2 separate regions of the Mus musculus genome follow, and region 1 is linked to region 2. The links are chromatin contacts, called in public Micro-C maps. All regions are on one chromosome and are shown on one strand. The core of a region is the stretch at or near the end of the contact, and the rest is flanking DNA. Distances in the headings are between cores, read along the strand shown.

What was found. A called contact is a pair of places that touch in the nucleus more often than the background predicts.
Region 1: a Micro-C map of muscle stem cells shows a contact between it and region 2, with 6 times the contacts expected there. The contact joins two enhancer-like sites. A contact is called at or near these places in 8 of 484 Hi-C or Micro-C datasets (bone marrow-derived macrophages, cerebral cortex, embryonic fibroblasts and 4 more), 3 of 115 datasets of contacts at active chromatin or transcription factors (acute myeloid leukemia, embryonic basal ganglia and stem cell-derived epiblast-like cells) and 3 of 9 other capture datasets (adipose tissue, embryonic stem cells and liver).

Annotation. Positions count from the first base shown.
Region 1 is chr17:8,948,600-8,954,810 of GRCm38.p6, forward strand. It overlaps Pde10a (phosphodiesterase 10A), which reads left to right. Exons shown (of 22, transcript NM_011866.2): 11 at 751-893; 12 at 2,898-2,990; 13 at 5,138-5,324. Among named protein-coding and RNA genes, the nearest start is that of 1700010I14Rik, 37 kb to the right of the region's middle. Within about 2 kb of position 3,217, at least 13 of the 459 cell types and tissues checked have an H3K27ac peak or open chromatin away from gene starts, as enhancers often do. A contact at or near this core is called in muscle stem cells, where this site is marked.
Region 2 is chr17:8,633,092-8,639,092 of GRCm38.p6, forward strand. It overlaps a transcript of Pde10a not described here. Among named protein-coding and RNA genes, the nearest start is that of Gm46585, 99 kb to the right of the region's middle. Within about 2 kb of position 1,655, at least 15 of the 459 cell types and tissues checked have an H3K27ac peak or open chromatin away from gene starts, as enhancers often do. A contact at or near this core is called in muscle stem cells, where this site is marked.

The DNA.
Region 1 (6,211 bases), core at 1,967-4,466, 320 kb after region 2:
GCAGTGCTCTTGCGACCTCGACCGAATGACACCCTCAGCTCTTAGACCAAGCTTTGCGTGGTTTCTCAACCTCAAGGGCCCTGCCTGCCAGTGTCCCGAGACTCTGATCTCTACGGGCCCGTCTTCCACTACTAAAGCCTGAGGTAGGAAAGGCTGAGAGGCAAGAAGAGGAGAGGAGCTTTCCTGCTCTTGAGCTTGGAGAGCCATCGCTTTGTGCTGGCCAGCCCCTGTCTCATGCGTTTAATGTTTAGTCAATGGCTCACTGTGTAGCCCTGGCTGGGCCAGAAACCAGAGCTCCATCTGCCCCTGCCTTCAGAATGTGGAGATTAAAGGCGTGGAGAATCTCATATCTCTTATAGTCACTGTTCACAGACATCCAGCAGGCTGAGTGGGTGTTGGCCACGGCTGATAGACAAATCAGGGCGCCAGGAGCATCCTGATAGGCAAAGGAGCTCAGAGCGCTTGAGGATTCTCAGGAAGGGAGGCCGCTAGCTGGTCGGCAGCTCCTAGGAAGTGCTCTAGTATTTCAAGATGAGCAGGGACATGGGTGCTCATGAAGTGTCCTAGGTGCCATATGCTGGGATCAGCACGTAGACAGACGTACACGTGAATTCCACTGTGCTTCATAATCCGTGTACCCTATTCACAGTCCTGATTGCCTCCCCAGTACAGAGTATGTGTCTACACTAAGGCTCCCCATACCCATCTTCAGTTCCCCACTGGCTGACTCTGGTTTCTCACCCGCCTCAGATATATGCAAAAAATCTAGTGAACGCCGACCGCTGCGCGCTCTTCCAGGTGGACCACAAGAACAAGGAGCTGTACTCGGACCTGTTTGACATTGGGGAGGAGAAGGAGGGGAAGCCCATCTTCAAGAAGACCAAGGAGATCAGGTACAGCTAGAGCGACCTTCCTGGCTCCGATGCACCTCTCTGTGCCGATTCACAGGTGCGCTGACAACACTTGTCATACTGTGGTACCACTCCCACCAGGACCCGCCTCCTGAAGGTAGTGCTTCTGGGAATGGCATTGCAGCGCCAGCGAAACAGCGCCTACTGTCACTCCTGGAAACGCCGTCTTCCAGAGGCGGTCCTTTGGGAAATCATGTTGGAAAAACTTACTAGTGCTCCCAGGTAGGTAAAGGTCGCCCTGGCAACAGCAGGCAGGCAGGTTCCTGTGTCTAGGAGCAGGGTGAATTTAACCAACTTAGCCCCTGCTCCTCTCCAACCCACGAAGACTAAAGGCCCAGAGGAAAGGAAATTGATGGGCTTGAACACCTGAATTCAGGGCCTGGCCATAGGCTGAAGTGGCTACCCCTTCTGCTGCATTTAAAAAGGAAGGCCCTCTTTGCACCTTAAGTGGCAGCTGCTGTCATTGAAACGGGCAGATGACCCTTCCTTGTTGGTGACGTCCTGGTGCCTCAGTCTTGACACAACCTGGAACCTGCAAGGAGCACTAAAAGGTGGAGGAGTTAAGAGTCATGTGCACAAGTCAGGTCCCTTTCAATGGTGGCCTCTTCTTGCTTTCTGTCCATCTGAGCCTTCCAATCACCACTATAAAACTCTCTATCGAGACACCGCAACACTTAATTACTGCGTTTTCCACTGGGCTACTTTGTCGTGTTGGGGAACTAATGACATGGGACAAAGTGAGCAGCCACCAGCTGTCAGCACTCGGCCCTGGCACTTCGAGCTATTTCTAGGTTGACTGATCCCGGGTTACATAGTCATATAATGCTGATGTGGGGGCACTCTGGGAGTCTGTGGGGCATCTTACATTTTGCTCACTTACTGGTTTGGTTATATTCTGGATTTGCCAGTCTGGTCATGGTCACCTGGTTAAACTGGTTTCTCATGCTTAATTTGGGGCTCACACTGGCTGGTGTTGGGCCTAACTGTGGAGCTATTAGCTCTTTTTTTTTTTTTTTAACAAGTACAGGAACAGGAGTGGAGAGAACCAGGCTGTCTGGCTCTGTGAGAACTAGTTGAGGCTGGCCTCCAGCACTCTGACTTGTGCTCTCCATGGGTAGAGAAAGAGCAACCAAGAGCTCAGGGAAAGTCCCCATGCCAGGGCTCTCAGAGCAAGTTAGACAAGTGCATGTCATGAGTAGACTCTGGCATGGCTTGTGATGTCTAATTTGTGCTCCTTAAAGCAGGAGAAAACAAGGAGGCTGGTGACTTTGCACTTCATGCAGGGTCTGTCCTTTGGGGGGATATTTTCATTCTGTCTTGGGTCAGTGCCCTCTCGAGTTTCTGAAAAAAAAAAAAATAGAGTGAGTTGTTGATGTGGTTTTTTTATTTAGCTAAATTTTGAAATAAGCACATTATGATTCTAACACAGTAACATGACAAATATTTATCAGCGGGATGCTTTATTGCAAAAGTATAACTAAGTACAATCAGTTCCTATGTATAGTCTGGTTGTTTTTAAAACAAGCATATTAGAGGCATGAAAACACCTTTGTCCTGTTTCTGTGTAGTGCACGGATCACAGACAACAGGGCAACAGAGCTGGGCTGTCTGCGCTCGAGGGAATGAGCCCAGCACAGTGAGAAGTCCACTACAGAGATGTGCACGCTGTAATTAGTGAGAAGATTTGCTGCCGTTGTTAGGCGGCGCTAGGCCTAGGCTGCAAAGTTTTCAGTTTCAGTTTATGGTCGCACGGTCTCAAGTTACTATGCGTTACATCTTAAGACAGTGTTCTGAGTGATCACTGCAGGGTAATTTTCTGCCTTTCTTGTACATATTTCATAAGGTTATTTAGGATACATAAATGGAAAATTAATTTCCTAATTAAAAAGAGGCTCAATTCAACTATCGGATGCTAATGACATACCTCAGAGCTCTTTTACAACAAGACCGAGTAATCACCACTGCCCTCCCTTTTTGTTTCTGCAGATTTTCCATTGAGAAAGGGATTGCTGGTCAAGTGGCAAGAACAGGCGAAGTCTTGAACATTCCCGATGCCTACGCGGACCCTCGCTTTAACAGGTGAGTGCGGCCCTTGTCCTTTCTCCTTTGAGGTTCCACTGGGCGGAAGCCTCTCTGAAGGAGTCTTGGTTCACGCTGCCCCAGTCGGTTATCAGTGGTCAGTGTCCTCAGACACTTTCAGAATGATGGCTGGAGGCTATTTGTAGGCCAGCCTTCCATGCTGGGGCTCCACAGGGTGTCAAGTGTCAACTGACAGCTGTGGGCTTCTGGGGCTGGGGCTGTGATGTCATGATTTCATCCCATTGTTCTCTGTCTCTGCCTGCTCTACAGCTGCCACACAGGGATATGGAATTGGTTTTTTGGTTGTCATGTCCAGTTTTGAACTAAGGCCCTGTCATTTATCCACTATAGATGGAACTGGGGTCAGTTATTTGATTTCTTTATGCCGTAGTTTCATCTTCTTCTAAATGGTATGAGATTGCCCACTTGTAATCATTTCTTGGGACTACAGATAATTTTCCTAAGAGCTCTGGAAGCCTTGCTGCACACAAATTAGGAACCGAGCTAGCCGCATAGCTGGGATATTGCTAGAGTGTAGTATTAAGATGGGCATTAAGAATTTTTCATTCACGTGAGACTCTGGAGAACTCGAAATCAAAGAATAAGTTTTATTCAGTTCTTTGAAGTTAGAAGTCACAAGGTAGATGGTGAGGCTGTTACAGCAATATTTCAGATACACAATAACAGTGTTTAGATGATACATCCGATTTACTTTAAAAGCAGTATAATCAGCTGGCGGCATTTCCTGTGATTAATGATAGGGTGTCAGAGAATGTAAGACTCATATAGAAACATAGCTGTATTAATATTTTACCAACAAAGAATACTATTCTCAAAGAATACTAATAACCTTAGGTTTCCCCCAAGCAAGCTTGCTTGTCCTTAGACTGCCTAAATATTGAAATCAATTGTCATCATTTAAAGTCCTTATGGAAAATTTATGAGTCAGACTATTGAGAAAATCAAAAATGCAGTCAATGGATTGAGGTGTTTGTGAGGGGGGGTGGGGGATACTGACGGGCAAAGCATGTGATGCCACTGTCTGTATATCTAGGCTATACAAGGCAGCCCCATACAGGACAGAGCATGTAGGCTGCTTCACCACAAACGATGCACTTACAGCCACTCAACAACACATGGAGAATAAACAGGTCACCTTCTGGTGTGTACCAGGCAAGCAGCTGAGATCTTAAGATTGGCATCGGGGTGGAAAAGGCAGAGATGGTGGCATGAGCTTTTGCTTTGCTGGTGGCAGCAGATGATAAGGCAGCCTCTTGGGAAAACAGAGGTACAGCTTTGACCATGAGCGATCCACTAGTCTGCCCTCCTCCTACATAGGTGCTCCAAGGGAAATGAAATCATTTGTCCAAAGACTCAGCTATAACCACCCCCCCCCCACCCCCAACAGCCTTACTTGAAACAGCCAGTAACTAGCTATTAACAATGATGCTGACCACTAAGTGGAGTGTGGATAAGTGAAATGTGCCTTTGGTAGAGACGACAGCCCAGCAGCAAGGGCCAGATGGTTCTTGGATAGCATGGGTAAGCAGGAGAAGCCAGGCCCCGGGGGACTGAAGCACAGCCACCACGTTGGGTCTGTGCCTGACTCTGGGAAACTCAGCCTTGTTTTCGGAGACCATCTCCTCAGGTCAGGGATCAGCAAACCCTCTGCTCTGAAGGACATCATAAGGAGGAGTTTTACGTCGGGAGCCCAGCTCTCTGCTCACGTAGAGCGTCCACAGATGAAGGTAGCCTTGTCCTGCAAGGATGATAACTGTAGTTGCCGATACCTGCTCTAGATTTTAATGTAAATATCCTCACTTAAAATGCTTTAGCAAGTTACCAGTCTCAAAGCTCTGACCAAATTCAAAGGAAGATACTGTCTACCAAACTTCCCCCAGATCACCGACCCTGGCCAGGAGCCTCCAGGAGAGACTGCCCTAGAAAGAAACACAATCAAACAAGCCTAAATATTTGTGAAATTTTTTAATAAGACACTCATTTTTACACCACCTCAAATCCCCAACTCCACTCTAGCCGTTGGTAACACATGCACACCAGCTACATAGCAATGCCAGGATTGTTGGAATGTGTTGTCTGTCACCCTTCCCTGCTGGCTAATGGGGCTATCCCTTTCACTTCCACAGGGAGGTGGACCTGTACACAGGCTACACCACGAGGAACATTCTGTGTATGCCCATAGTGAGCCGAGGCAGCGTGATTGGCGTGGTGCAGATGGTGAACAAGATCAGCGGTAGCGCCTTCTCCAAGACAGACGAGAACAACTTCAAGATGTTTGCTGTCTTCTGCGCACTGGCCTTGCACTGTGCTAACGTAAGTGTGACTCTGGACTCACGTGACTTTGAGCTCCGGCTATTTTTTTTTCTTGTCTTTCTTTTTTCATTTCTATTTCCTCTGTGAACTATGTTCAGGAAGTCCTGCTTGCGCCTACTTTACGAAGTATCTTACAGAGCCTGTAAAGAAAACTAACTCCCAAGAGTTTGAGTGTAGTTCAAGATATGAGTTTGTCCCAAAAGAATTGTTCATGTACTATGAAATGGCAGCACTGGGGTTGTATCTCCTGTCTTCTGGAAAAGGGGACCTGTTGTCTGCTGTTTGTCATAGGCGGTACATTAGGGAGTCCCTGCAGGGTACCAGCAGCAACTTGTGTCTCCCCAGTGGCTAGGAAAGTTCTGCCTGTAAGGAAAATGTGTGCGTGCGTTCCGTTTAATGTCTGTGTGTGAACATCACGAATGACAACATCTAGTCCTCTTGGGCCACTTCGTTCTGTGCCTGAGGAATAAAGCAAGGCTCAGTTTATACCTAAAATTTAGCATCTGTTTTCTATGTTGCTCTATTTTAAATGGGTTGGACATGTAGGGATTCATAAACTAATAATCCTGTAGAGGTATTGTGGTTCTGCAATTAAGGGAATTTTAGGACTCTGAGCAAAGTACCCTGTCGTACACCAGTGGGAGTTACCACTTTAGTGACTTAGATTATTTTGGGGGAATCCCACATCACCCACCCATGCTGATCTCCCAAAGCAGCAGGTCCTGTGTGCCTCCACAGCCCAGTACAGTTCACACCCTCTGCTCCCAGGACAGGGCCACCTTGCCTTCAAGGGGCATGAGGGAATGTCCTCACTAATGCACCCAGAGTGGCTGCAAGCTCTCTGTGAACTTCATCTTGACTTTATTGCTGAAGTGCTTCTCCTCACT
Region 2 (6,001 bases), core at 405-2,904:
AGGGCCGCACCCACATCCTCCATCTCTTTACATGGAAATAAAGTCTGACAGCTGGGGTTTATGTACATCGCCCAAGAGAAGACATGGGCAAGAGAGTTTAAACACAGAACCAATATCAAGTGTGGTACCTCGAGGGAAGGAATGTTTGAAAGAAAAATAATCAGTAAGAGGAATAAAAACGAAATGGTTGCATTTTGCTGGCCACGTGACGTGGGTTGCGCCAGCAGTAGTGTCTGGGCAGCAGATGGGATATACAGATGCGATACCTCAGGAGGGTCAAGCCTCGCCCTTCTTTATTGGGCCGTATCTCTCCAGTCACTAGTTTTCCTGTGTGGAGTTTGTGTCACCCTCAGGCTTTGGAGGAGTTGGGAAAGGAGTGTCCGTGGTCTCAGATTCCTCAGACCATTGCCTCCCCCAAACACCGCTAAAACACGGTGTTTCTGAGGACCAAACAGATGGCAGCATCTTGGTTCTCGCCTGGGCCGGTGGTGTCAGTGACGACACACCCACGTGGACGGTAACCTGTACACAAGCTGGCATTGACTTAAAGTTAATCCCAGAGTGTTAAAAATGTCAGAGTGTCCAGAAGTGGGAACAAAGCCTGCAGGGCAGAGCGGCAGAGCATCTACTGGCTGCCATGGAGACCCCACTCCTCCCTCCTGGGATCTGAGAATTGCTGAGGAAGACAAATGTCATCTCAGACAGGTCAGTGCACCACAAGAGGGGCAGGGTCAGTGCTGACTAGCCGTGCATAGAGGGCTGCTTGAGATGTGTCTGAGAGTATTTAAACGGCTTCTGTGTAAAAGGCTTAGTCTGTGACGTGTTTGCCTGTCAATCACGAACGAGAACATGAGTCTGGTCACTGAGGACCCAGGAGGAAGTAGCTGGGTGTGGTGCTACACACATGAAATCCTGCCAGAGTTTCAGGCTAATGAGAGACATGGCCTCAAAAAATCAAAGTAAATAGTACCTGAGGAATGAGAGCTGAGGTTGTTTTCTGCTGTGTATGAGTATGCACACACACACATACACACACACACACACACACACACACACACTCACATACACAGAGGCACCTATATATGAAAGCATATATATGTATGCATATACATACATGCATACACAGACATGGGCACTTGTACACACAAACATGACACATAGATACATACACGTACTTGCATGCACACACATGGGCACTTGTACATACAAATATGCATACATATACACATATACATGTACATATACATACATACATGTACACAGATGGGCACTTGCATACACAAACATGACATACATATACATACACATACATGTATACATACATATGAGCACTTGTACATACAAACATGCATACACAGACATATACATATACATTTACATACACACATGTATGCATGCACACAGATGGGCACTTACATGCACTAACATGCATGCATATGCAATAAATAAAAATCAGAATGACTTCTATGTTGGGCTACGCCTGAGCAGGGAGTGGCCTCTGGGTCCTTGGATGACCTACAGTGCTCTCCAGTCCAGGAACCTCAGCAGCAAGAGCAACAATAGCCACAGAAATGCAGCCAGCACCTCATAGGGGCCAAGTGGTGACGGAGCGGATGTGGCGGCAGTGTGACAAGATGGGCACTTCCCCTAATAGAGAGGAGGCCACAACTGCTGTGATGGGGCAGTGTGACCAGCTGTGGGGAAGGCTTGAGTCAGGCTGAGCAATATGAAATAGCTCAGGATGGACTGATTTGACTCCACCAGTATTTATTTCTGACCATATTGAGCAGCCAAAAGGAAGGGTTATTTTTTGCTATTGAAAGTTGTATTGTGGGGCCATCGAGTCGCCCTTGTCAATGGAAGTCGTCCTGTCTCTATTTCCTCTAGGCTTGATGCTGCCCTGCCTTTCTTCTACTGTGTTTGCCCCACTCCACCCTATGGAATCTCTCTTCCCCCTCCTGGGTGCTGTTCTCTGCTCAGGCCATTCTTCTGGGTGGGCACTGCCTCCAAGGGGCTCTGATCTCCAGCCCCCAGCCAGAGTGGCTGGCTGGTGACCTTCTGTCCAAGGACAAGGACAGCAATGGCATCACCTTCACTACAATGTGGCCACAGCGTGCAAGGTCTGGATACCCAGGAAGGCTTTTGGACTGGGGCCCCCAAGTGGGGAGCAGCTAAGGATGATGACACCCTCCCAGCCTGCTCCAGAGCATTTGGGGGAGGATCTGAGCCAAGAGCCAAGACAAAGAGCAGCCCCAGTCCTCATATCATTTGATATTGTTGGAAGCAAATGGAGGATGCCGGCCATCAGCAGGTAGTGCTGCCGTGCCTGATGTCCACCAGGTAGCACCAGAACCTTGGGTCCTGGGCAGACTTTGGGCTAATGGACACCCGGTTTGTTCTTGTTCCATGTTGGGCCACCTTGCCTCCTGTATGTACTGTCCCTAGGATAAAGCCCCCTGCCTACAATATACAGACAGATACATTATAGGGCCCTCTGCTGAATTAGTTGGCTCTGATGGCCAGCAGAGTTGCTAGGCACACAGGCCCTCTATGTCCCCAGACTTACTGGTCAAATGGAATCCTAAAGAGTATGAATGCCACCTGGCCCTTATGTTTAGGGGCAAGAAGCTGGTTGGTACCTTGAGCCATGTGTGGGGACATTAACTAGATACAGAGGGAAGAGGGAGTTTCCTTGACTCCTTGCAGTACCCTGGGTCACCAGGCCCCCAGAGCTTCCCTTTCCTTTATCCAGGTGGCAGCATAGTCCCTCCCCACATGGGGACCTCAGGGGACTTTGAATAAAGTTTGGCCTAGTGGATCACTGTCTGGGCTCACCATTCAGCAAAGACACCAAGCCTTACACAATAAACAGACATTGTCTCAGGTTTCTTCAAAGATAACTTGAATTTTGTTGCTTAACATCCTGGGGATTGAAACCCAAAACTGTGGTGATAGCAACAGAACGTCGACTGGAGGTTCTGTGAACCTCGACTGGAGGTACTGAGCCTAAAGAGAGAGGACATGATTCATGATTGCAAAGCAGCGACTGAGCACACTTGCTGGGGTGTGCTGCAGGATTAAGTAACAGGTTAGGGCCAAGTCAGGAATTGTGCCCGTGGTGACTGGCAGGCAGCTGCACAGTCTGAAGCCACAAGTGGACAGCACAGGCTATGCCTAGTCCTTCCCACCTCAGAGGTAAGTGCTCTGCAGAAAGAAAGATGGCCAGAAGACATAAAGAGCACAGATAGTTGTCACAATCACATCTCCAATAGCCCAGTCTGGAGATCCCAGAACAGCCCCTTACATGTGGGACCTGCCCCACCTCAATTAGGCGATGCACCTGAGTGGCTGCTGGTGGCCTTCGTTGCTATCCCTTCCTATTTCTTGGCTGTGGCTGTCGAAGTTGGGGGTTAGAAGATGTCTGGAGGGATGGTGGGGCAGCAGAGATCAGGAAAGGCAGATTTGGAGCCTGGGCTGGGGCCAGAGAAGCAGGCTCCTCCCACCAACCAGGCTCCCCCCACCAACCAGCCTCCTCCCACAAACCCAGTGCCAATACAGTCCAGCAAGAAAAGCCACCAACACAGCCTTTATAAGGGAACTGAGGATACTAAATCCACTTCCATAAACAGTCACAAGTGTGGGCTAATGAAGGGTGCCTTTGCACCAGGATTCTGTCCTCTGTCAGGCTAGGAGGTTGAGCCAGGCCAGCCGCTTGGCTCTGTCCTCTCAAGTCTTCTTTGCTCACTTGCGACTGATGTACCATTCAGGATGACAGGTGCTTGCACTGTAAGGCCAGTTTCAGAGATTCGTCAGAAGCACAGACACCAACGCTCGCACACGCGCAGCAGCTTGCTTGAGCTCCCACGTTTTCAGTTCACCGAGGTCTCCTAGCTTCCTGTTGTCCTAGCACTGCCGTCGGTCCTTTCTCTTGTTTTGTTTCAGCTGCTTGCTTGTGTCTTAAGTGAAGCAACCAAATGGGGGCACCTTGGCAAGTGGGGGGAAGGGCTGTTCTGAGGCAAGCAAGAAGGATGCAGTAAATAATGTCAGCCAGTCTGGGCAGGGCCAGATAGAGGGCCAAAGGAGGTCATTTTAGTGAGAAAATGATTTCTACAAAATCGGAGAAGCCAGAAACTGATACCAAGTGCTCAGGTATAGATAAGATGCCATCGTGTATATAACCTGTTCTTCTGGCTTAACTCCCTAGCGATGGGGCAGCAATGAGTTGAAATCAAGAACCCTGTGGCTGTTGGCTTAGAGTCCTTTGGGTATATGCCGGGCTGAGCCACATGGTGGCTCTAGTTTTAATTTTTTGAGGAAGCTCTGTTCTGATTTTTCACAGTGGGTGCAATAGTTTACACCCACCACCAACAGTGCATAAAAGTCCCCCCATCCTACCCAACATTTGTTGTCTTTTTGGTGACAGCCATTCTGACTAGGGGGAGCTGGTACTCAGTGTACCTTTAATTTCCATCCCCTCCCCTCCCCTTCCCCCTCCCCCACGGGCTTTCACAAGAGCGTCTTCCCTTAATGTGTGCCCCAGGGACTGCAGATAAATCATATGGATTTCTTAGGTTACTAAAGAATGATCCCACCTCCTCACCCCGCCCCGCCCCCCGTGCTTTGGGATACTTGTCCACAAGAAACGTACTAATTTTCTGTTTATATTTCACACCAAATCTCATTCAGTAAATTGCAGAGGGCTGGGGAGATAGTTTAGTTGATGAAGTATTTGCCTCGCAAGCATGAAAGATTTCAGTTCCAACTTCAGCATCCACATAAAAATGTCGGGTGTGGTGGTGTAGGCTTGTAAGCCCAACCCTAAGAAGGTGGAGCTAAAGGATCCTTGGGCTCACTGGCTGGCCAGCTTGGCTTACTTGAAAAGCTCTAGGCCAGCGAGAGACCACCATCTTAAAAAAAATAGGGAGTGAGTAGGTGGGTGGGGGAACACCTTCATAGAAGCAGGGTAAGAGGAGATGGGATGGGGGGCTGCAGAGGTAACATTTGAAATGTAAATAAATAAAAAAAATATTTCCTAATTGAAATTATCCCTACATCTTTAAAAAAATAAAGATAGCCAACACCTGAGGAATGGCATGTATGCAAAGTAGTTCTCTGGCCTCCATATGCATTTCCATGCGCATGCGCCTGAACTCTCGTAAACATGCGCACATGAGCACGCATGGATAACACATGCTCTTGAAGAGCAGCGTGTGCTTTTACTGCAGCGCTGGCTCAGGGGCAGCCATGGGAGTGTCTTCTCAGCTAGCATGACCACTCCAGATACAACTTCACACCTTCATAATAATTTGGATCATTTCTCTTCTGCAAAGGGCTAGTACAAGAGTGGGCTCGGGTCTAGCAACCCAAACCCCTTCACAGGGGAGCTGTAACTTCATCCTACCAGAGTCAGCTGAGAGGATTCCTCAGTGTCTGCAGTGGATGAAGAATTGGGGTTTCCAGTTAATCTTAAACGATGTGATGGCATGCAGGTGGCCAGACATTCATTGGAAAGTGAGGTACCTGGGACCTAGAAAGTTAGGTTGGTAAAGAACAATAGACTTTTCGGGTATTTTATCAATCCGTGACTCAAGAAGTGTAGCCTGTGAAGAAAATTAGGAGAAGTCCATGTTCAAAAGCCAATGTGGTGAGGCCCAATAATGTTCAGCAGCCCTTGGCTAGCAGGGAATGGAAGCTGCCTAAGGCCCGTCCCTTGGGAGTTGGTAAACAATGACTTTATTTCTTTTAATCAGCTGTAAGATTTGGGGACTTTTGAGAAAAATAAGCATTTCTTATAATCATTAATTAAAAAAAAAGATTTATTATTGTATCTAAGTACACTGTAGCTGTCTTCAGATGCACCAGAAGAGGGAGTCAGATCTCATTATGGGTGGTTTTGAGCCACCATGTGGTTGCTGGGATTTGAACTCAGGACCTTTGGAAGGGCAGTCGGTGCTCTTAACCACTGAGCCATCTCTTCAGCCCCATACTCATTAATTTTTAA